2 separate regions of the Mus musculus genome follow, and region 2 is linked to region 1. A link is a contact called in public Hi-C data. All regions are on one chromosome and are shown on one strand. The core of a region is the stretch at or near the end of the contact, and the rest is flanking DNA. Distances in the headings are between cores, read along the strand shown. Region 1 holds the start of Card9 (caspase recruitment domain family, member 9). Region 2 has its middle 12 kb from the start of Gm35745.

Region 1 (4,727 bases), core at 1,420-3,919:
TCCCTCCATCTGCTCTGGAAACACCTGAGGGATGTGGCACCAAGTCTGAAGGCTGAGCCTATAGGGATACTTGATGCTCCTTGTCCTCTGTCCTTCCCTACCTGAAGGACATGTTGCCCAGTGTGCCTCTTGGCCTTGGCCCTCCTCCCCTTTGCCTGAGTTTTATCCCCTTCTTTGCTGGGGTGTCAGCTCTCAGAGCACCCTCTGGCTGCTTTCCTGAGGTGGCACTGCTGACTCAGTGCAAGTCTTGGGGTGTTCACCACTTGCAGCCCATGAGCATAATTACCTGCAGTTCCTCTGACCACAAATCCCGGGCTCTACCTTGTTGCTTTCACTGTTGGGTCCCTGGGTGCAGGTCAGCAGGTGACCAAGGACATTGATGGGACTGAGGTGGTCAGGGCATTCTAGTTGTGAAGCCACCGCCATCCGCTGAGCTGTCTGTCCCCAGTGCAGTGCCAGCTCAGTCCTTGCTGCTCAGCAGCCCCATCTGTGTGGTCTGTCCTGACGTCTGGGGCCTGGTGAGGGGCAGGCACTGTCAAGAGTATCCTGTGTTTCAGGACAAGGCGTCAAGGGGTCCAGAATCCAGCTCTCACTAGGCAAGAGGCAGGGCCCAAGCCTGCCCAGAAGCAGTACACAACCCTCAGCAAGAAGACGGGAAGCCAGAAAGCTGCAGGCTGAGGACCAAGCTGTCGGTAGCGATCTACAGGCTGTGGTGATAGCAGTGGCCACGTGATCACAGGCTACCTGTTAACAGACTTGGGGCCGTGTATGTGAGGGAATAAAGGAAATGCCTAATTTTCACTTAAAAAGCAATGTATAGCCTTTGGTGATTTTGTCTAGAGCTGGGTGCCCACCATCAACTGGGGATGTGATTGTCTGCCAGTTCTGGGAACCTCTTACACCCTTTGCTGCCCAGGCAGCCCCTGGACCCAGCACTTTACCAGAGAGCAGAGAGAATAGAGAATCAGCGTTTCTTCCCATTTCAAGAAAATGTGTTGGGATGGCTCAATGGTTAAGATCATTGACTGCTCTTCCAGAGGTCCTGAGTTCAATCACCAACATGGTAGATCATAATGGAATCTGATGCCTTCTTCTGGCACACAGTGTACATGCAGACAGAGCACCCATACCTAAATAAATCTTTAAAAAAGAAAAAAAGGGGGGGGAGATATGTCATCTAGCCTGTACCCCTAGGCGAGGTCCCCATCTGGCCTGTATCTCTCAGGGAGGTCCCCAGAACCAGCATCTACCACAGCAGCAGCTCTCACTGGATAGGAGGCTTGTGTTTGGCATGGTGCTGAGACCCCATTGGGTCTTGTCTCTCCCTTTTTAAAAAAAAAAAAAAGCGTTTTACGTATGTGAGTACACTGTCACTCCCTTCAGACAAACCAGAAGAGGGAATCGGATCCCTTCCAGATGGTTGCTGGGAATTGAACTCAGGACCTCTGGAAGAGCAGTCAGTGCTCTTAACTGCCGGTTCATCTCTCCTTTTTCTTAGTCACTATTTCCATGACACCAGACTATACATCCTGGGCCCTTGGCTCTCCAGGATTTAGTTATTTTTTGTTTGTTTGTTTTGTTTTTGTTTTTCGAGACAAGGTTTCTCTGTGTAGCCCTGGCTGTCCTGGAACTCCCTCTGTAGACCAGGCTGGCCAGGATTTAGTTTTTACATGTGTTCATCCTCTGTGGGAAGCTTGCAGCTCATAGTAAAATGGTATGACCAGCCTAGTCCTAGTGATTGTACCAGCTGTCACTCCAGCTGATGGCCGTCACACATCCAGGGACGCGTGTTTGTCATGGCTCCTTCTAACCTCTGCACTGGGTTTCTCCATTCTGGAGAACTTGGGGTTTCTTCAGCTATCTGTGCTATTGACTTCCACTTCAGTTTTATGAGCAAAAGTTTCATGTTATTAACACTTTTAAGAAGCCACCACTGTGGAGGCCTTGTGACCTCCTTCCTGGAGTGACTGCAAAGCCATGGATGGACTCCCTTGCCGTCCTGGAAACCCAGCAAGCCACAATCCCTAGCAGTGTGGCCCCCCAAGGCCAAAGAGGACTCCTGACTGCTGCTTTTGGAAGTATTTTCAAGGCCACTGTCCCCATAGGAGCAAGCAGAGGGCCAGTAAGCTACAGAAGGGGCCAGCTGGGGCTCTGCATAAGTGTCCCACCCTTCCTTCCCATACAGCACTGGAAGCTTTTGCCTCAACTCATCTTGTAGGCTAGACAGCAGCGCCTGTCTAACAGCTACACTGGCTGGGCAGGGCTAGCAGGTCCCCACGCCCACCTCAGGCTGACTCTTGAAGGGCCACCCTGAAGGAGAGGCTGTGGCACGCAATCCATAGAGGACTATAGCTGCCTACAGCTTGTAGATTTTGACCAAGCTTTGTCCCACTGCACCTACCCTGCACCACTGTCCTTAGACGGCAGATGAGGATATGAGGCAGGGCCATGTTAGAAAAGCAACTTTCAGAAGCCTGGATCCAGGAGGACCTTGGACTGCCCATCCAGTTCAGATGAGCAGGCAGGGAGGGCTCCTCTGCTCCCAGAGTACTTCTACTTCCCTCTGTTCTGTTCCTGGATGGGCCAATCAGAAGGTAGACTGTCCCCTGCGGGAGGACTGGCTGGCTTGTGGCGTCAACCAGAACACATCAATCAGGAAGTGCACAGCCTCCTTCATGGCTCCACCCTTCTCCAGTTAGGGAACCCCTCCACACTCCCAGAGACCCAGGCTCCTGGTATGTCCATAACCCAGACAGCATCTGCTGGCAGGTAGCTCTCACAAGACCCTGAGGTAAGTTCAGTACCCTTCCAGGAAGGTGGGTGGAAGCCTGTGGTGACTGCTGGGGATCCTGGAGCGCGTAAGTACCTACAGGCAGGTGGCATCCTCCATCCTCACGCCTTCATTTGATTAATCCTTGTACACTGCAGCATAGTCCTCCAGTGCTGGACCATGTGGCTGTGGGGCTGCAATGGCAGGCCATAGGCCCAAGGTTTAGAGAAATGTCTGTCCACTGGGTCAACCAGAAAGCAGCAGGAAGCCAAGAGATGCCTCTGAAGAAGAGGCCTGCCATGGCCGTGTCTCTAACTGGAGGTGCAGCTCCGCTGGGGTTAGGGACTGAGCCAGGGGCGCTCTATGGCCACCTTAACTCAGCCCTAAAATCATTGAAGCCATTCACTGAGGCTACACTTGTCCACATGAGTAACCCCCTACATACAACTGGCCTGGTTGATTCCCATCATGTGGCCAAAGGCCAGGGCTCATCTAGCGGCAGAAAAGCAAACTGGAGGGAAGCCACAGCAGATGTCTGTAGACTGTGGATGACATTGCCTGCCCTTCCAGTATACTCCAGCCTAGCAGGAAGGCAGACATGCTCCTGCGGCCAACCCTCCCAGCCCTCCCGGAATAGCACCGTGCCACAGGCTGTTGCATCACCAGCTGGCTACAACGGAAGGCCTGAAGGGCACGGGGCTGTCAGGGAAGGAGGAAGTCAGACATAGGCCTGGCCCCCTGCACAGTGAGAAAGCCTCCAGCCAACCTGACCCTCTTAGTCCCAATCTGGAGACTGGCCAGCAAGGGTCCATGCCACCCAAGAAGGTACTATGTAGGATGGCCACTAGAGGCAAAAGCTCCTACCTCCAGGGCATGCCAGAGCACTTTTGGGTAGGGGCAGAAGCTAGAGCAGGGCTGTTGTACAAAGAGTATTCTCTTAGACCCCAACCGGTCACTTCCCTACATATCCATATGAGAAAGCCTGAGATGACAGGGGCCGGGCAGCTGCTTGGGGGTGCTCAGTTTGACAGGTGGTCTGAGGTGGCTTGTCTATGGACCTCTGCTTCCCCTCAGAAACTGTCCATGAGGCTGAGGAGATAGGGCTGAGCCCTGAAATTTCCCTAGAACGGATCCCTTCTGACCCTGCCCAAAGCCCTGCCCTGACACTCAGGCCTGGGTCCTATCCTAGGCTGACAGGGAACAGAAGGTGGGCACTTCCTCAGCTGCTCTCCCCAATTATAACCGCAGCCTACAGAGGACATGTCAGACTATGAGAATGACGACGAGTGCTGGAGCACCCTGGAGAGCTTCCGGGTGAAGCTCATCTCTGTCATTGACCCCTCCCGGATCACACCCTATCTACGCCAGTGCAAAGTCCTGAACCCCGATGATGAGGAGCAGGTGCTCAGTGACCCCAACCTGGTCATCCGCAAGCGGAAAGTGGGTGAGGACTGCTCCCACACCAGCAGGCTCTAGCCCTGCATGACCCCCATAAGACACCCAGCCAGAGGCCACTCCATGCTCTCTTCACTGCCCTGGCCTTGTCCCCACTCAGCTCCATCCCCGTGTAGGATATATGAGTGAGAGACTCCTCCCCTCTTGTCCTGTCTACCTGCTGTTGCCCAGTGGAGGAAGGGGAGTCCCCACCACTGTTCAGGCCCTGCCTGAGACAGCCACCAGAGGGAAGGCAGCACCCTGTCCCACCTAGACTTGAGACCTGCAGGGCGCCTTATTCAATGGCCCAGAAGGAAGGGGGTTGCTAGAGCTTGGGATGTCTACCCAGAGTAATCATCCTACCCATCTCCAAGAGCCTCCACCCGCCAGCCCTTGGCCTTGACTCTGTCTTCCACCTGAAGGTGTGCTCCTGGACATCCTGCAGCGGACAGGCCACAAGGGCTACGTGGCTTTCCTCGAGAGCCTGGAGCTCTACTACCCTCAGTTATACCGGAAAGTCACT
Region 2 (5,342 bases), core at 2,827-5,326, 170 kb after region 1:
GGTAACATGAAACCCTGTCTCAAACAAGAAAACAAACAATTGTAAGGGTTTAAGGAAACTTAATTACATTCCAAAAGTTCCTAACCCGTGTCCTTCCGGGTCCCCTAAGTCATAGGAGCCCAAGTATGAGTTTTTCATATAAGAGAGAAAAGCATTTTCAAATGTATCTGTTGGTTGAAATTAGTTCCCCACTGCAACTGTTTTAAGCAGGGTCTCACGATGTAGCTCAGGCTATTCTCAAACTGAGGAGAGTTTGAACTTCTGATCCCCACCGTCAGCCTCCCAAGCGCTAAGATTACAAGCAGTACCTCCAAGCCTGCGGGTAAAATTGCCGCAATTAAAGAATCGTTTGGATTCTTCCATTTAAAGACGCAATATAGTTGCTAGACTCAAAAGTTGACAAACCCAAGCAGGTGGTCTCAGGCTATCCCGTCACTCAGGGTGGCACAGCCGCAGAGATCAGAAGCAGAGGTGGGCCGGTTCACCATGCAGCTTTCACAGAGTGTAGGGGAGCCTGGGCTGGTTCGGCTCCCTTTGAGGCTTTCAGCACCTGAGGCTGGGCTGAGATAGACCTGAGCTGTTCCAGTTGCCAAGCTGGTGGTCCTTTCTTACTGCAGCCGTAACATTTCTAGAAAAATAGAACTGTCCAAACTGGCTCCCTTCTGGAGCTGACTGGGCTCCTAGGACAGTGGTGTGGTGACATGCAGGTCCCTATTTGGTACTGAGAACAAGTTCTTAAGGAGCCAGTGCAGGTGGACAGCAAACTTACAAGCCCTCTCTTCCTAAGAGCTGGTGCCTTCCCCAGTCCCTTGCAGCTGTGCAGCCTCATAGCCTGGCAGGTCTGTTGCTGCACCCCATGACCCAGCAGACCCCCCAACCATCCATTGCCTGTTTATAACCTGATAGGGGTGGGATATAAACCCCTTGGCCACCCCAAGTCCCAATGACCCTGCTCTGGCCTCCCAAATCCGACAATATTACGAAGGATTTGTGTCCCAGAGGAATAATGCAGAGTTAAATTACATCCGCTCTGGCTTAAATTTTCATATTCCTATCTCTCATCTCCATAAAGAATTTCCACTCAAAGCTTCATGGGTTGCCTCTGCCAGCTGCGCGGTGCTCCTAATGAAATTATTCCTTCGGTGGGAGAGGTAGGTTTTCCGGGCGACCCGCCCACGGGGGGAAAAGGTAAAAAGCCAGAGTTCAAATTATTTATCTCCCTAATAACGTCACAGAGCACATGCATTATGTGTCAGAGGCCGGCAGCTGTCAGGGCCTCGAGCAGCCCTGGCAGTGCTGTGTGTGGAGGTAGGAGTGGAAGTCATCACAAGGGCACAGCGGGAACAAAGGTGCCGCACTGTGGCAACTCGGACATGTGCTGGGAGAAGTGGGTCTCTGAGCATTATCTCCATGTCCTAGGATAGGGATGGCAGCTTCCTGTGAGTGGCTGCGGCTGTGGCCCCTTGCTAAGCTCAGGCTCTCCCCAGAGGCTGTCAGGACCTATGGGGGGTTAGCATCTTCAGACTTCCAGCCCTGCATAGGAAGAAAATGTGGAAGGAATGAAGTAGCCCAGCCCAGCCCAGGAGCAGGGCAGGAGTGTAGGGAGAAGGAAAGCCTGGGTCCTGTCCCGTAGGACCTGCCGTTCAAACAGAAGGAGGCCTCTGGGGGACAGCCACTCGGGAAACGTAGGATAAAGAGAGACACTCAAAGCGGGGAGTCTTAGAGGCAAGAGGAGGCAGAGGCCTTGGAAGGAAGCAGCCATGAAGACTTGGGAGCAGGTTTAAGGGTCCCGAAGCACATAAGGGAAACCGATCTCTTTTTGGCTTACAGGCACTGCCCCTGGCTCATCTCTCCCAGGAACTTTTGCCTCCCTGGGCCTCAGTGGCCATATCTTTGGGCTCCCACATCCCAGCTGGGCAAAGAGAGCAAAAAGAAACGTCAGGCTGATCCCAGCTCCTCCGTTGGCTTTAGCCTGCCTCTTGGCCCATGGCTCCCAGACTGTCACCCCTTAGGAGGCACCAACGGCCCCTTGTCTTGTACTTATAGCCACTTAATCTGTTTGAGCGGATAACCCCCAATATATCTCCAAATATTGATCAGCGTTGGGCTGATAGAAGTTCAAGCTCACAAGGTCTCGCTCTTTGACCCCCAAATAGGGTATGAATCTCAATCGAATAGACTGATACTCACACTTGGCTTCTACGAACGGGCTGGAGGCTGTGAGAAAATCAATGAAGAGAGCAGAAGACTCACGATTTATAGAACACCTGCCATTTTAATATTAGAATAAATGTTATATTGCACAGGGGGAGGGGGTCGCAAGGAAAATATTTCTTAGAGAGCTGTTTCTGTTGGAGAATGATGTGCCTGGGATTTTATGAAGTAAAATTTATAGACCTCATTTAGGCTTATAATTTAAAACTCCTGATGAGAAAGACATTAAGTAGAGTGCTTGGGTGGGGGGTAGGGGCCGGACATGTGGGTGGACTCAGAGCTAGAGTGAGTGCTAGCTGGGGAATGAGGCCAGGAGGCCATCTCTGCTAAGGCCTGTGTAGCTTGACATGAGGTCACAGCAGGCTCAAAGTGCTAGGCTGTGGGCAGCAGGTTTCTCCTTCCTAGGAGCTCAGAACTCCAACCCCAGTATGCTTGGCACAGCAGAGCCTGGAGGGTGAGCCGACTTGCAGAGCTCCTCACACACACATACCCACTCAAGATGTTGTCCATCCTGTGTGTGCACATGGCTATAGAACGCCCAGTTACACGAATGCACAGAGATACATGCATGCACGGCACATGCATGCTCTAGATATAGACATGTGCGCATGCTGGGTGTGCACCCAAGTGCATGCTCACACACGCAGGAGCACACTAAGAGACATCATATACACAGTCATGTGCACACAGGCATGCTCCCCTTTTCTGCCGGAACTCCTCCAGCTCTGACCATCCACCATGCTGCTCCTTAGGGGCCTCGTGCCGCCTGGTCAGAGGGACACCTCAATGCTATCTATCAGACAAACTTCTAGGAAAGGCTTCTGGGCTCTGGAACCAGACACTGTTTTGAAGGCCACTGAAAGAGTGTACTGTCAGGGATGGTGCCACAGAAGGGAGCAGCATCCACCAAGGGAGAAGCAGCAGGCCTGACTGACAGCCTGCAGAGGGGGAGTGGGAAAGGGCTGCACCTGGAATGTCAGCCCAGGGTGTCCCTTCAAGAGTCGTCTCTCTGTTAGAGGTTAGTCAAGGCCCTCTTTGGACCCTCAACTTCTTTGTGTCTTTGAATACAGTCCTTACCATTGAGAGTCCATTTTCCTGCATGTGGTTGAAGAGGTTTGACTGCCCATCCTTCTGTGCCTGGTGGCCTGAGCATTGAGGACTATAGGCCCAGCATCTGACTCTGAAATTTCCTGAGGGGCTAACTCAGACTCTAACCTGCTCCTTTGAAGTCACCTGTTAGAGAGCCTGCATGAAGCTCTAGAACAGCAATTCTCCAAAGAATGGTTGTCAGGGTTCTGGCAAGACCTAAAGGATGAGGGGAGTCACAGACAGTGGTAGAAATGGGCAGAAGTGTCCCTCCAGGTCTGGGACTCCTCAGGAAAACTGGGAGAACTAGGTCCTCAAACTCTGACTCCATAGTATGGGAGAGACATAGCAGCTGTCTGCCCTGCAAGCAATCTCTAGGCTTCATCCAGGGCCCACTCTGGTTACTCCTCACACACACACACACACACACACACACACACACACACACCACACACACGCACACATGCACACATGCACGCCCGCACGAACGCGCACACACACACACCTTCATATTCAACATTTCCACCCAGCCAGGTTTACCTACACACACCCGCCAGGCTTGGACCAGGAGGCTCACCAGGACAGTCTATTCTCTCTGTCTTCATTACTTACAAACTTTCCCAAACTTCTAGGCCCAGCCTGTTTACATCCGGTCTTCTGTCCAAAGCACTGAGAACTAAAGGGGAAGTAGAAATGCTCACACCTCATAGCAAAACCACAAACACTGTGGAAGATCAAGCCTGGGTTGGAGGCAGTAGCCCCACCCTTGGCTCAGCTCCAACTAGAGAAAAGGCCACTCAGTGCCTGCCTAACTTGTCCCTGGTCCTGCAGGTACTGGACACTCCCCAGGACCCACGCCAGTTGGAATGCCCGGCAGGGGAAGCCTGCATGCACCCTTGGGAAGTGGACCCCTCAGCCGCACACAGAGACCTCAGCTCCCCTCTCCCGGCTTTCTCTTTCTCCATCAGCACCAATAGCTTCCTTGGCCCAGTCCTGCGCTGGTGATTAGGAATGGCTCCACTATGTGACCTGCAGGCACCCAGGACAGCAGGGCAAGGACAGAACAAGAGTATGGGAAGAGTGTCCTGAACAATAAATGGGTCCCGGGACTGTAAGGGACAAAATACACCTCATAACCCACACCTTGCAACAACATAGAAACCCACAGTGCAGTTTTATCCCCGGTCCTCCAAATGCCACCTGCTGCAGGTTCCTGGCCTGGGAATGTCACTTCTTTCCTGGCACTGTTTATAGGTGATCAGCGGCTGTCTTAGCTTTGCTGCAGCCCCAGGCTCCCCCACCCTGAGGTGTGGGAACAGTGCCTCCCCACCCCTATGCAGTACTGGGCTTTCTAAGCTGCCCGAGCACTTTAATCACAAGCGCTTGGGCAGTGGCCTTCGAGCCACTGGCTGTGGCTCTCCTGTAATGAGATGAGGGCTCTGTCCTGTACTTCCTTCCATAAACCCTGCTCACTGCCCACAGCACTGCATGGGATGGAGCAGGCATATTTTACATTTTCAACTTTATTAAAGGAGTGGGTCGAGCTGGGGAGACTGCATCCTCTCCATGGTCCGTTCTGCCCCTGGAGGCGATAAATCTCCATGTCCGTGATTTGTGGCTTTGCGCTCCCAATAAATTAAATCTTTCTCGATGAAAAGGTTGGCGCTCCAGGCTCAACACAGGTCACTGTATTTGTCCAAAGCAAGTGGCTGGGAAGCAGGCACAGGGCCCAGTCTGTGCTGTCCACCCTGCTAGTGCTCTCCTGGATGTGAACAGTTTACTCTGAGGAAGTAGGCTGGGGGGTAAGGGCGGGTGCAGAAGTATTCAGTTCCTGTACAGAACTGGGTCCTCTACACCAATGGACCCCTAGGCAGGTCTGTGATTCCCTTTAAACCTTCACCACCAGGGGACATTTTATCTCTTGATCTAAAAATTCCAAACTCCATCCCAGAGATGAGGTAAGCTGCCGCTTGCCCAGCGCGGACGGTATGGGTCAGGAAGCTCCACTCTCCAAAGCTTCCTGCAATACTCTAGTCATCTCT

Evidence for each region. Hi-C and Micro-C count contacts between places; a contact is called where the count stands out from the background.
Region 2: a Hi-C map of the HPC-7 cell line shows a contact between it and region 1, with 1.7 times the contacts expected there. The contact joins the enhancer-like site here to the promoter of Card9 in region 1. A contact is called at or near these places in 13 of 39 promoter capture datasets (the 3T3-L1 cell line, 3T3-L1-derived adipocytes, the C10 cell line and 10 more), 1 of 484 Hi-C or Micro-C datasets (the HPC-7 cell line), 4 of 115 datasets of contacts at active chromatin or transcription factors (embryonic stem cells and large pre-B cells) and 2 of 9 other capture datasets (adipose tissue and embryonic stem cells).

The regions. Positions count from the first base shown.
Region 1 is chr2:26,358,851-26,363,577 of GRCm38.p6, reverse strand. Card9 (caspase recruitment domain family, member 9) reads left to right here and starts at 2,669. Exons shown (of 13, transcript NM_001037747.3): 1 at 2,669-2,791; 2 at 4,019-4,214; 3 at 4,627-4,727. The coding sequence starts at 4,031. The region is part of intron 1 of Gm13562 (a long non-coding RNA gene); the gene reads right to left. Snapc4 (small nuclear RNA activating complex, polypeptide 4) reads left to right here. Exons shown (of 23, transcript NM_172339.4): 23 at 558-813.
Region 2 is chr2:26,187,430-26,192,771 of GRCm38.p6, reverse strand. No RefSeq gene overlaps it. Among named protein-coding and RNA genes, the nearest start is that of Gm35745, 12 kb to the right of the region's middle. Within about 2 kb of position 4,076, at least 49 of the 459 cell types and tissues checked have an H3K27ac peak or open chromatin away from gene starts, as enhancers often do. A contact at or near this core is called in the HPC-7 cell line, where this site is marked.